Regions from separate parts of the Zea mays genome. Here regions 2 and 3 are each linked to region 1. Evidence: chromatin contacts called from public Hi-C data. All regions are on one chromosome and are shown on one strand. The core of a region is the stretch at or near the end of the contact, and the rest is flanking DNA. Distances in the headings are between cores, read along the strand shown. Region 1 holds the start of LOC100278412. Region 2 holds the start of LOC100285616 (calcineurin B-like protein 4). Region 3 has its middle 31 kb from the start of LOC100285616.

What was found. A called contact is a pair of places that touch in the nucleus more often than the background predicts.
Region 2: a contact with region 1 is called in a Hi-C map of leaf, with 4 times the contacts expected there. The contact joins the promoter of LOC100285616 here to the promoter of LOC100278412 in region 1. A contact is called at or near these places in 6 of 25 Hi-C or Micro-C datasets (endosperm, leaf and tassel).
Region 3: a Hi-C map of leaf shows a contact between it and region 1, with 5 times the contacts expected there. The contact joins the enhancer-like site here to the promoter of LOC100278412 in region 1. A contact is called at or near these places in 2 of 25 Hi-C or Micro-C datasets (leaf and tassel).

The regions. Positions count from the first base shown.
Region 1 is chr4:227,268,009-227,271,719 of Zm-B73-REFERENCE-NAM-5.0, forward strand. It overlaps LOC100278412, which reads left to right and starts at 1,688. Exons shown (of 6, transcript NM_001371710.1): 1 at 1,688-2,045. The coding sequence starts at 1,898.
Region 2 is chr4:227,515,447-227,519,157 of Zm-B73-REFERENCE-NAM-5.0, forward strand. LOC100285616 (calcineurin B-like protein 4) reads left to right here and starts at 1,569. Exons shown (of 7, transcript NM_001158507.2): 1 at 1,569-1,817; 2 at 1,914-2,056; 3 at 2,177-2,285; 4 at 2,397-2,449; 5 at 2,554-2,634; 6 at 2,722-2,834; 7 at 2,968-3,274. The coding sequence starts at 1,736. The coding sequence ends at 3,031.
Region 3 is chr4:227,484,343-227,488,053 of Zm-B73-REFERENCE-NAM-5.0, forward strand. No RefSeq gene overlaps it. Among protein-coding and RNA genes, the nearest start is that of LOC100285616, 31 kb to the right of the region's middle. Within about 2 kb of position 1,694, at least 17 of the 20 cell types and tissues checked have an H3K27ac peak or open chromatin away from gene starts, as enhancers often do. A contact at or near this core is called in leaf and tassel, where this site is marked.

The DNA of each region.
Region 1 (3,711 bases), core at 438-2,937:
TGGTAACTCTATTTTCCCAATGGATTTTTATTTTCCCAAAGGAAAATGAACTAATTTCCTTTGTGAAAATGAAAATCCCTTAGAAAAATGGGGTTGCCAAACTAGCCCTAAATGAATTTAATGTCAAATTGAACATATTGTTCATATACCCTAACCAAAATCATCATTGAGAGATTCCATAGTTAACACATGCAAATACATTTATGGTGATGGATTAACAATTTTCTCCAAGTTTGGCCAGACATAGAAAAGCACAAGTACGCCAACAAGACCATTCCTGAAATACCAAATACTATAAGTTTATCCTCTAATGCTTAACATGCTTACGGAAATACATACTTTCTTTTGCCTTTAGAATATCACATATCAAACAATAAAAATATAACTACTTCTGCATGGACCATAAATATACGTCAAACCCAAGTAGCTCATTAACCCGTTTGGCAATCCAGGGCCTCATCACGTCCAACTTGACCTTTGACGTATCCACCTACCAAGCACAAAATCGTTAGATCAAAGGAAGCCCTTACAGACAACAGTTATATATATCCCTAAAGTATTGTGTGCTCATTACAGCCAAATTGAGAAACAAAGGGTATGAGTGGAAAAACGAACTGGCTAGATGGTCAAGCTCGGACGCAGACTTCTACGTCTTGAGCAGCTTGGCTTGCTTATTTGAGAAGCTTGTGTCCTGGTCATTGGACGTCCCCTGCAAAAAACACGACAATTAGAGCGATCTCTACCAATAATAGATCCGACGAGAATAATTGTGACCAGACGAAGCGCACGCTAGGTAGATCTACCGTTGATGTCGTGTCGCCCATGGGATGGGAGGAGCAGAGTGGAGTTCGCGTCGAAGCGGAAGACGAGTGAGTTAGAAGATGGGCTCCTAGTCCCTTTTGCGCGACGAAGAGGTTCAAAGTTGGCTGGACTCGATGCAACTTTTATTACCTAGTGAGCATCCTTATTCGGAGGCAAGCGCCCTAATCCTCCTCGCTGGTGGCGGTGCAATGACGGAAGAAGCGGGCGGAGGTTGTTGCAAAATGGACGGAGTTTGTTGCTAGAGCGACAGATGCGAGAATGCTGTTGTGCGAACAAATAGGATAGAGATGAGATATGATACCGCGGGTTGATTTTAAAAAAATACAAGGAGTTATTTTTGTAAAAAGATGACGCGAGACGATCGTTGAAACTGGTGATTTAATATAGTAGAGATATAGATAGAGATATTTTACGCTAATTTAACCAAATGGACCAACAGACTAACGGGCCAGCCCGACACGGTCAGCAAGCCATCGTGCGGTGCCTAGGCCAGGGTTACACGGAAGGGATTGACGTGCAACTGGTTAATTTGAAATAGAATGCAGCTGGTTAATTTGAAATAGAATAGATGTGAGGAATTATTTGTATTAAGATGACATGGAACGACCATTAAAACTGGTGTTTTAATATAATAAAGATAGAAATAGAGACAGAGACATAGAAGAGATAGAAGAGAGAGAGAAATTCAAATACGAAATTCGCTCAGGTGGAAAGTATACGGTAACACAGATGAGATACATTTCTTTTCGGCTGGCTGTATTGTGGCATGTTTTTTTTTCCAGATGGATCAGGCTCATGGATCTCCGTAACGTCTGGCCCAACCCAACCCGCCCAGGCACACTTAGCATAACCCTATCTCCGCCCAGTGAGGAGGCGGCACGCGCGCGCCGTCGACCACGCCCATGCCGAAATCTGCCTCTGTGGGCTGTGGCTGCCGGACGAGCAAGCGCCACGCGCGCGCCGTGCCTGCCATGAGCCGTCAGTCCGCAGTCCGCAGTCCGCAGCCACACTTTTGCTAAACCCTAGTAAATATACGATACGAAGCGCAAACGCTTGCCTCATCCTCGAATTCGCCATGGCGATGCCCACCACCTCGTCTGCTTCCCCATGCCAGGCACCGTCGCCCGCCGGGCTGCCCATTTCCCCTGGCGCCCGCGCTACCATCCTCTCATTCAGCCGCCGCCTCCGCCGCTCCCGTGGCGCCATCATTTCTGCGCCCACTGGTAGGACGCTATTTCGACCCTCTTTCGGTTCTCCCAACGTTTGAGTGGTTGAGTTGAAATAACGGATAGGAAATAAGGAAAATTATTTGTTTGTTGGCTGTGGCGGGCTCGGCTAGATCAAAATTACAATTATGCCTTTATAGATTTGTCTTGGCTATTGAGAAATTGCATCTCAATTCTGAGTATGCGGATTCGACAATTACATTTGTAGTGCTGATGATAAATACAATAGATATTCTTAGTCTGTCATTTGTCTGAAGATGAATTCTTTGAGTGTGCGGATCGAGAAACCACCCATACCAGGATTGTAAAGATTGTGATTGTTTAGATATTTATCTGCCTGCTGTGGGCACCTCTTGAATACAGGTGCGCATGGCTGGCAACTCAATGAGCACTGGATTTAGAATAGACAAACTAGATCAGTTTGGGAAATGACAATTGGTATTTTGGAAAAAGAGTGGATTAATTCCTTTTCGTGCTTGATTTTGATCTATCACATTGCAGGCTGGCCTTTTTAGTCAAGATGGCCAAACCCTCATAGGGCTATAACTCGGAGTTGGGACACTCTCAGTTTCTAAATTCTAACTCGAATTGACTTTTCCTATTCTCTCTTTCCTAATCTACTAGCCAACCTAGTACATCCTGGAACCTAATGGGCTACTTGCGCCCTATATGTGGGAGCTGAATAAAGTCCAGAACAGGGGTTTTTGTATTAACGCAAAATTATCATGATGTTGATCAAAACTGTAACCATTACTATAGCTAGTGGGGTTGATTATGTATTGCCAGCCCAAGAACTAGATTCACATTATTTTTAATGTATTCTTATGGTGTAATTAAAAAGTACATAAAATTATGTAATGCTAAAAGAGGAAGATAATATATGTGGCTTTTGACATATATTTTTATATCTCTGACAATGTTCAAATTAAGATATGTTGTCAATTGTTGTTGATTTCTTCTGATGTCATGTCCTTTTATAATGCAAAAAGAGTGGTTCGACGTAATCGTGAGATCCATGACATGTGAGGAAATCAATATGTGGATTTCCACACACCAGGGTCAAAAGGTCAAGGCATGTTCTGATCTTTATTTCTTTCCCCAGAAGCCAAGGCTGCTATTGTATTTTTTTCCTCAAACACGTAGGAGGGCTGCGTACCGTTGGATGAAGAAGAATAAAATGGGTAGAGAACCCTCTTACAAACAACACAAGCAATGTTCAAGACCAACCCACGCTAGGGACCCCCTCCCTTTCTCCCCAATGGTCTAAAAGAAAAAGGAAACCGACCAAGATCAACCCAAAAAGAAATCTGATCTTGACTTCCTTAGATGGAAGGGCAGTGAGGTGAGAAATACCACATGCCCTAGCTAAAACCCAATATTTAAACTCATTTTTAACGTAGACCATGATCAAGGATAAACTTGGTGATACTCTATCAAAAACACACAGTTGCGGAGGTTCCAAATAGACCAAGCTCCCAAGATGATCATCAAATCGATTCCCTGTCTAACCTCCTCATCAACCTTGGAACTTGCATCAGACCACCAATCGTCAAAGGATGGGAATGTAGGCTGCGGTGAAAGGCTCTGCAACTTTCGTTGGAGCTACAAGAACCAGAATTCTCGAGAAAATACACAAGCAACCAGCAAAAGGTTGATCATTTCA
Region 2 (3,711 bases), core at 319-2,818, 250 kb after region 1:
AGTTATGAACTCATGGTTATGCTCCAAGTTTACCAGTTCAATTTTTGTAGCTACAACCATTTTGTTTTCATCATCATATATTTTTTTTTAATTTTATTCCAGCTTTGCATTGCGTACGCCCTAATGATCTATTCCTCATCCTAGGTGTATCATTTGATTTTGCTGCACTTTTACCTTCACGTGAACAATTTATCCACTTACTGAATGTCTTCTCTCTGTATTTCTTCAGTGGAAATCCAACTTCATATGCATACCTTTTATAGAATTTATATGCATCATCAACATCCTTGAAAGTCATCCCTACCGTTGGCACTATAGTTGGATCAATGTCTTTTGCCTGCTATTTCATTGTCATTGTTGTTTGCACCATGGAATATGTTCACAACAATATAATCAATCAATAATCAAATACAGCGATTGACTTACATGTGAACGCAGTATCTGTGGCGTATCCATCTCCCTGGAGCTAATATTGGACATAGGAGGTCGAACCCTTTGTTCTCCTTCTTCCCCTATGCTCATCTCGGCGATCTCAGGACCCATTAGAGCAGAGGTGGTGTCACCAGTGAGTTACCACCAACTCCTCCCTCTGTCTCTGGATCAAGACGAACGCCATCTCCTTCCATTGCCGGCGACCCTCCAGAGCCGGCCATCTCCAACTCCGATGAGTTTTGCAGGCTTAGTGGTCCTTTTTCCGAATGAAAGTAAATCTCGGATACTATAAAAGTAACCGCATCCACGTTTACAGGGTCTCTCCATTATTTCCGAAACCGTCCCGATATTATGGCGACGTCTTTGTCAAACTATAATTCATAATATAAAATTTACGCACAATGACACAACGTTTTACGCCAATCGGTATATACTGTTTATGCATCTATTATGCCGTTTCGGTTTTATGCCATATCTTTTAACATCTTATGCTTCATTTTTGTTAACCTTCCGCACATTACTTACCATGCAAGATCCATAATTTACGCGCCCACGTATCGCAGTAATCACGTTTGCATGTGGTATCTATTCCCTTTAATTCCACGCAACCCCCTTACCATTCAAACAACCGCGTCACGGCGCCGTCGTCTAACCTGCATGCCGCCTCTCAGCCCCACGTTAAAACACAGGTGCGCCTGTTCCATCGACCAGACCTCGGGATCCGACCTGGGCTTCCTTTAATATCGGAAGCCTAGGGCTCCCGTTATACCTGTCATATATATATATATATATATACACGTCTACACAACTTGCATCTCGGCTACACGTACGAATGCTACGAAAACAAACTTAAACTACTACTAGGCCGTACGTGATTATGCACAATATAGAATATTTGGCCGGTGAGGTAGTGATGGGTTGGAAAATTGTAGATGTGCGAGAGCGACCGGTATGCATGTCAACGCTCGCCCAGCCTGTCGGCAGGCACTAGTAGTAATAATGTTTGTCTATAGTACTAGGCTACACGCCACAGCTACATTACATATACGGGCTTGCTTGTCTCTTCTTCTACGACGTCCATTTGCACCGGCGGCTGCCACCAAAATCGGAGCGACTGAGCGGGGGGGGGGGGGGGGTGAGTGAGTCGCCTAAGTGTGCTTAGTGTGTTTTGATTTTCGGCCTCCTCTTGTTGTTGCTAGCTAATGCATGCATGCATGCCAGCCTCTCTCCTCTGTTTTGGCTTGGTGCTTCTCGATCGACACTGTAATCCGTCTTGAGAGAGAGGGCGAGAGAGTTGGTTTGCATGGGGTGTGTGTCCTCCAAGGAGTCCAGACGACGACCTCAGGGATACGAGGATCCCAACACCTTAGCTAGAGAGACCACGTGTAAGAACCGAACCTGAACACACACTCCTGCGTTTTTTTTATATCATCGATCTGTTCGCCTCACGTACGTAGTTCTCTACCATACCCCTGTTGCAGTTTCTGTCAACGAAGTGGAGGCCCTCTACGAGCTGTACAAGAGGATAAGCTATTCCATAACCAAAGACGGCCTAATCCACAAGGAGGAGTTCCAGCTCGCTCTCTTCCGGAACAGTAACAAGAGGAACCTTTTCGCCGATCGGGTCAGCTACCGGCCTGCTTCATTAATTATTTCATGCAAATTATTACAGTTTTTTTTTGTTTTAGAATTTTATATATCTTGTGTTCTCCCTGTCATGTAAGCTGTAAATTAATATGCGCAGATATTTGACCTGTTCGACCTGAAGCGCAACGGAGTGATTGAGTTCGGGGAGTTCGTTCGCTCCCTCGACGTTTTCCACCCAGATACGCCCGTGGAAGAAAAGATCGCCTGTAATAAGATGCACTCTCTGCTAGCTAGCTGCCATATATATATACGTTCGTTCCTTCTCTGTCGTCTGCCTGGCCTCCTAATTAAGGAATATAATTTCTTCCTAATTTCAGTTGCGTTTCGGCTGTACGATCTGAGAGGCACTGGATTCATTGGACGCGAAGAGGTCTGTGCCATTAATCTTCTTCGAATCGCTTAAAACTATGTTAGCTTTCGTTAATAACTGACTCTTAATTCTTCTCCAAATTAAACGTCCATTCATGCATTCAGCTGAAGGAAATGGTGCTGGCCATTCTGAACGAATCAGAATTACTTCTTTCCGACGACGCCGTCGAAGAAATCGTGGATCAGGTACAGTCTGTCCACGCCACTGAGCACTTCTAAAGAACATGAATATATGGATTTTTACGGCATGCTAACCAATTTTTTTTCCTGCAGACTTTCAGGCAAGCGGACATGAACGGCGACGGGAAGATAGATCCTGATGAATGGAAGGTGTTCGCGAGCAAAAACCCGGCACTTCTAAAGAACATGACGCTCCCATACCTCAAGTAATTAAAAACCCGGTACTTCTAAAGAACATTAATTACCCGCACCGCACATGACTGGGCGGCTTGATCTGACGACGACGTGTTGCATTTTGTTGTTGTTGTTGTTGTGCATCGTCATCTTGTACACGTACAGGGACATAACCATGGCGTTCCCCAGCTTTGTTCTCAACTCTGGAGCCAGTGACGACGAGTTGTAGTAGCTGCGAGCATGCATGGCCAAGCTGCGAGCGAGGAAAAGGAACGCTGACCTCACTCCTCAGTTCACTAAGTTTCAGACGGAGCAGCAGCAGGAGGACCCCTCCTGAAAGGTGATTTGGAAGCTGGTGGTTCACTCAAGCTGCTAGGATCATCTGTGGAAGAACACACATGCTCCATACTTGCCCAGCCCACAGCAAGGCTGTACATGCTGTATCTTAATGAGATGTAAGCGCTTCCCCTAAGGCCGGCCAGCAAGTAACCAAACTTGCCAACGAGATTATTTAGTTTTTGCATGCTCTGCATAAAACCATCACTATCAGAAGACATCACTATCAGAAGAGAAATTAACGGATATACAACTTGATATACAACAAGGTCAACAGATAATATAGTTTTACAATAATAAATATAAGAAAAAAGAAGCAAAAATACAGCATGGCAGTTAATAATCAAAACTGAGCAAAAAAAACACGACTAAGAGTAAAAATGAGGAACTAAGAGCACCACCTTAAAAACCCGTGTATAAAAAAGAGCTGACAATTTTCCACCCTTCATATCAGTAATATATGGTATGTGAACTTAGAACGATGCATGTTATTTCATAGTCGGGTGTTCATTACAAGAAGAGAAATTTGGAACCTAATCCAGTAGCTGAGACCAAAGTACAATACAATTAACT
Region 3 (3,711 bases), core at 444-2,943, 220 kb after region 1:
TCCATGGCTCTGACTTGTGAGTCATTTTCATAAACCAATGCCAAAGATGAATCCATGTTTCTTACTTGGAAACCCCGAACAAACACCACTGGCAGGAGGCGCTCGCATTGGCGTCGCTCATCGACGACGAAAAGAAGCTTGGCGACTGCCAGTTCGACCTCTGAAGCAGTACTACGTGACTGCATGCGTCGCTGTGTTCGGCAAGCTCCGGCGCAGCCGCCGCTTGGACACGGTCCAGAGCGGCTGCACCGCGCTGTCCATCTTCAAATAGGGGGACCTCATGGCCGTCGCCAACGCCGGCGACTCTCGGGTTGTTCTGGGCACCGCTTCCGACAACGGCGCCGTCACACCGTCCAGCTCATCATCCACCTGAAGCTCAACCTCCCACGTAAGTCACTACTGACCGGCCATGAATTCTTGTGCGCTAGGACGACGGTCGTTGCTGACGTTGTGTGAGTGTCCTCGAACAAGATTTATGTAGAAGAGTAGCACATCCGGTGGTGCAACGACTAGGTGTACTACCTCGCTGATGAGCCCGGGGTGCACTTCGTTTGGCAGCCCAGCCAAGAGTCATCGGCACTCGCCATGTCATGCGCGTTCGACGACTACTATATCAAGGACTATGGCATCATCTTGGTACCAGAGGTGACGCAGAGGAGGACCGACAACAATGACCACTCGCCATCGTCAGGGTAGCTTTTGTGCCGGCCTGCCTTTAATTCTCTTCGCAAACACATACACTTGTTTTTTTGTTTAAGCAAGCGTGTATGGTGGTGCGTACCTGATGACTGACAATGTACGAGAGAACTTCTACCGGCAGGTGTGACACGTGCTCTTCAATAATGAGACCATGCAAATCGTGGCATATATCAAAGTCTGCATGATACTGATGGTTGCAATGGAGTAGTGAAACAACTAAATTAAAATAACAAAATTTATGTATGGCTAGGATTACAAATGGATTATGAAATATTTTTTATAATAATATAAGACACATTTTGTATATAAGTTATTATGTTATTATATGTTCCCGTTGCAACGCACGGGTACTCACCTAGTAGATAATTAGGGCTAGTTTGGATACACTAATTTTCTATGAAAATTGAGGAGTAGTATTAATGAGAAAATGAACTTATTTCTTACTCAATTCCCTCTAATCTCTACAGGGAATCATGAATCCAAACTGATCCTTCAAGGATAGCCTACTCCTACTTCGCACTTAATTTGATCCAGCATGCAGCATTGCAGGCTTGCAGCTCGCAGGCGCATGACAGCATGGGCAAGCCTGAACAGGACGAATAAAAACAAATGGACGATCGAGTGGCCTTCTGTGCCTCGGAGTGAGGAGTGATGATTACATACTGTATACATAGCCAATCGGAAGTCAGCACGCACAAGAGACTGAGGCGGACAAGACGAACCTGGCGACACACCCCGTATCGTATGGATCTTTAGTAACCAGGTTCCCGATAGTTGGGATCGAGGAACAAGAAGTGGTACGCGATACGCTACTAAAACTAGAATTTAACACTACTGAAATGAGATTGTTCTCACGTTCCCGGAACGGAACGAACGTTTCCGGAACGAGGAACGTGGTTAAGTTCCTAGTTCCCGGTTACTAAACTATGGATCACTGTGTCGTCGTCTAGGGCCCAGGCCTCAGCCGCACGGATAGAGACACGTGTGCCGGAGCCTGACAGCACGCTCGTGATGGCGGACAGCACGGGTGGCGGGTGGTGGGATGCAGTGCAGCCGGGACGAGGACAGGACGATGTCAATGGATGCTTTTATTTGGTAGGCCTGCCCGAGCCCGATAGAGGATTTACACTGAATTCCAATTCGAACTTGAATATTATCGAATACTAATGTAAAACGGATACCTTGAGCGTAGATATCTACATGATTTTGAAAATAATATATAATTATTCGCTTATCTATAATTTTTTATTATAATAAAAACAGATACAGATACAATATGTTTAGGATATCTGGATATCAGTCTCCATCCCTAGACGCGGTGTGAACCACGTGCATCTTCCTTGCATCAAGCTCTGTCACTGTTACTTGACCGATCAAGCAAATACGTGTATTGTTCCTTTCTTGCCGGCCATTTGGACAATCTTTATGCTCGCTTACGACTTTCGAGACTTTAACTCACTAGTGGTAGACATGTACATGTCCGAATCTTTTTCTTAGAGCTAGTTTGCCAATTACATTTTAAGGAATTTTTATTTTTCTAAAGAAAATGATCTAATTTTTCTTGGTAAAATGAAAAATTCTTTTAAAAATGGGATTACTAAACTAGCCTTTAATTTACAAAAAAAAACTAATGCAAAAATATGTTCATACAGTATAACTTATGAGTCTCCGTAATTTTTCAACTCTGTTTGGAACCTTCATGGACGTTTCTCTCTCTCTAGCTAGGTTTAGGTGAAAAATTGCCAAAAAATGTGAAAATGCATGAACTATTTCCAAAAGAATACTTTCATATTTGTATTATTCTATTCATCCTAAAATATAATTCGTTTTAGACATTTTATTTAGTGTGTATGTATGTCTATATACACTAAATAAAGTGTGTATATATGTCTAAATATAGTGTAATTCAAATTAATTAACCTATAAATATAGTGTGTATAGTTTGTATGTATATCTATATTTATTATCATTAATTCGAAAGTTCGGGTAGTTGCAAAACAAAAACGTGGGGAAACATAAGGCCTACCCCTTTACAGTACATTGAAGACGAAATGAAGACTCGTTAGCTTTTCCATGCAACTTTAACAATGTAAAAACCTTTTTTTAACAAAATCCAACTTTCACCGGTTCACCAATTAATTAGGGTAGGTACAACACTAAACTCAAGGATTGATTTTAAGTACAAAATATAGGTACAAGACTACATACACTAAACTCAATCGACCATACCCCTATATATTTATAGGGGATAAGGTCTGGACCAGTTTTTAGGGGAGATCCAACAAATTCCCATAGAATGGTTAGTATAATCACGTATGTGATAAGTACTCTTGCCTGTTTTAATCTAGTAGCAAGGACACAGACCGTCAGTGTATACCTAGATGCCAATATGATACTCAATAGATACAAAGTTTGTAATCTCAATTCACACACATTTCCTTGCACGCCACCGCTGCAGCCTTCATAGACTGAGTAGACGGTGAGAGGAGGGTTTAGATGGAAGTCAGTTAAAAAATATATCCTTCAAGATAGATAAATGGCCTATGTACGTCTAGAAACAATTCTGAAGCGCTCGAAACCCCAAAATCTTCACATGGAGTTCATGTGCCAACGCTCGACTAATTGAATCCAAATCAAGTTAAGTCATGTTTGAATGCACTAAAGTTAATAGTCTAACTAACTATTAGCTATAATCTCAACTATCCATAGTTATTAGCTGGTTTGACCCAGCTAAAATTAACTAATTGTTAGCCAGCTATTTGTTAGTCAGCTTATTCTACTAGCAACTTTTTAGCTAGGTAACTATTAGCTCTAGGCATTTAATCGGGGCCTTAAACTATCTCCAGCGGTTTAATCATCCACGTCTCCTATTTCAAACTCCACTCTACAAACAGTACATTGTACAATGCAAACATGACATGCTTGTTTGCAAGCTAAGCAACCATGTAAACATTTTAAGAGCGTGGAAGAGAAGATCCTGGCATCTCTAGATCTCATTCACTCTGATCTGTG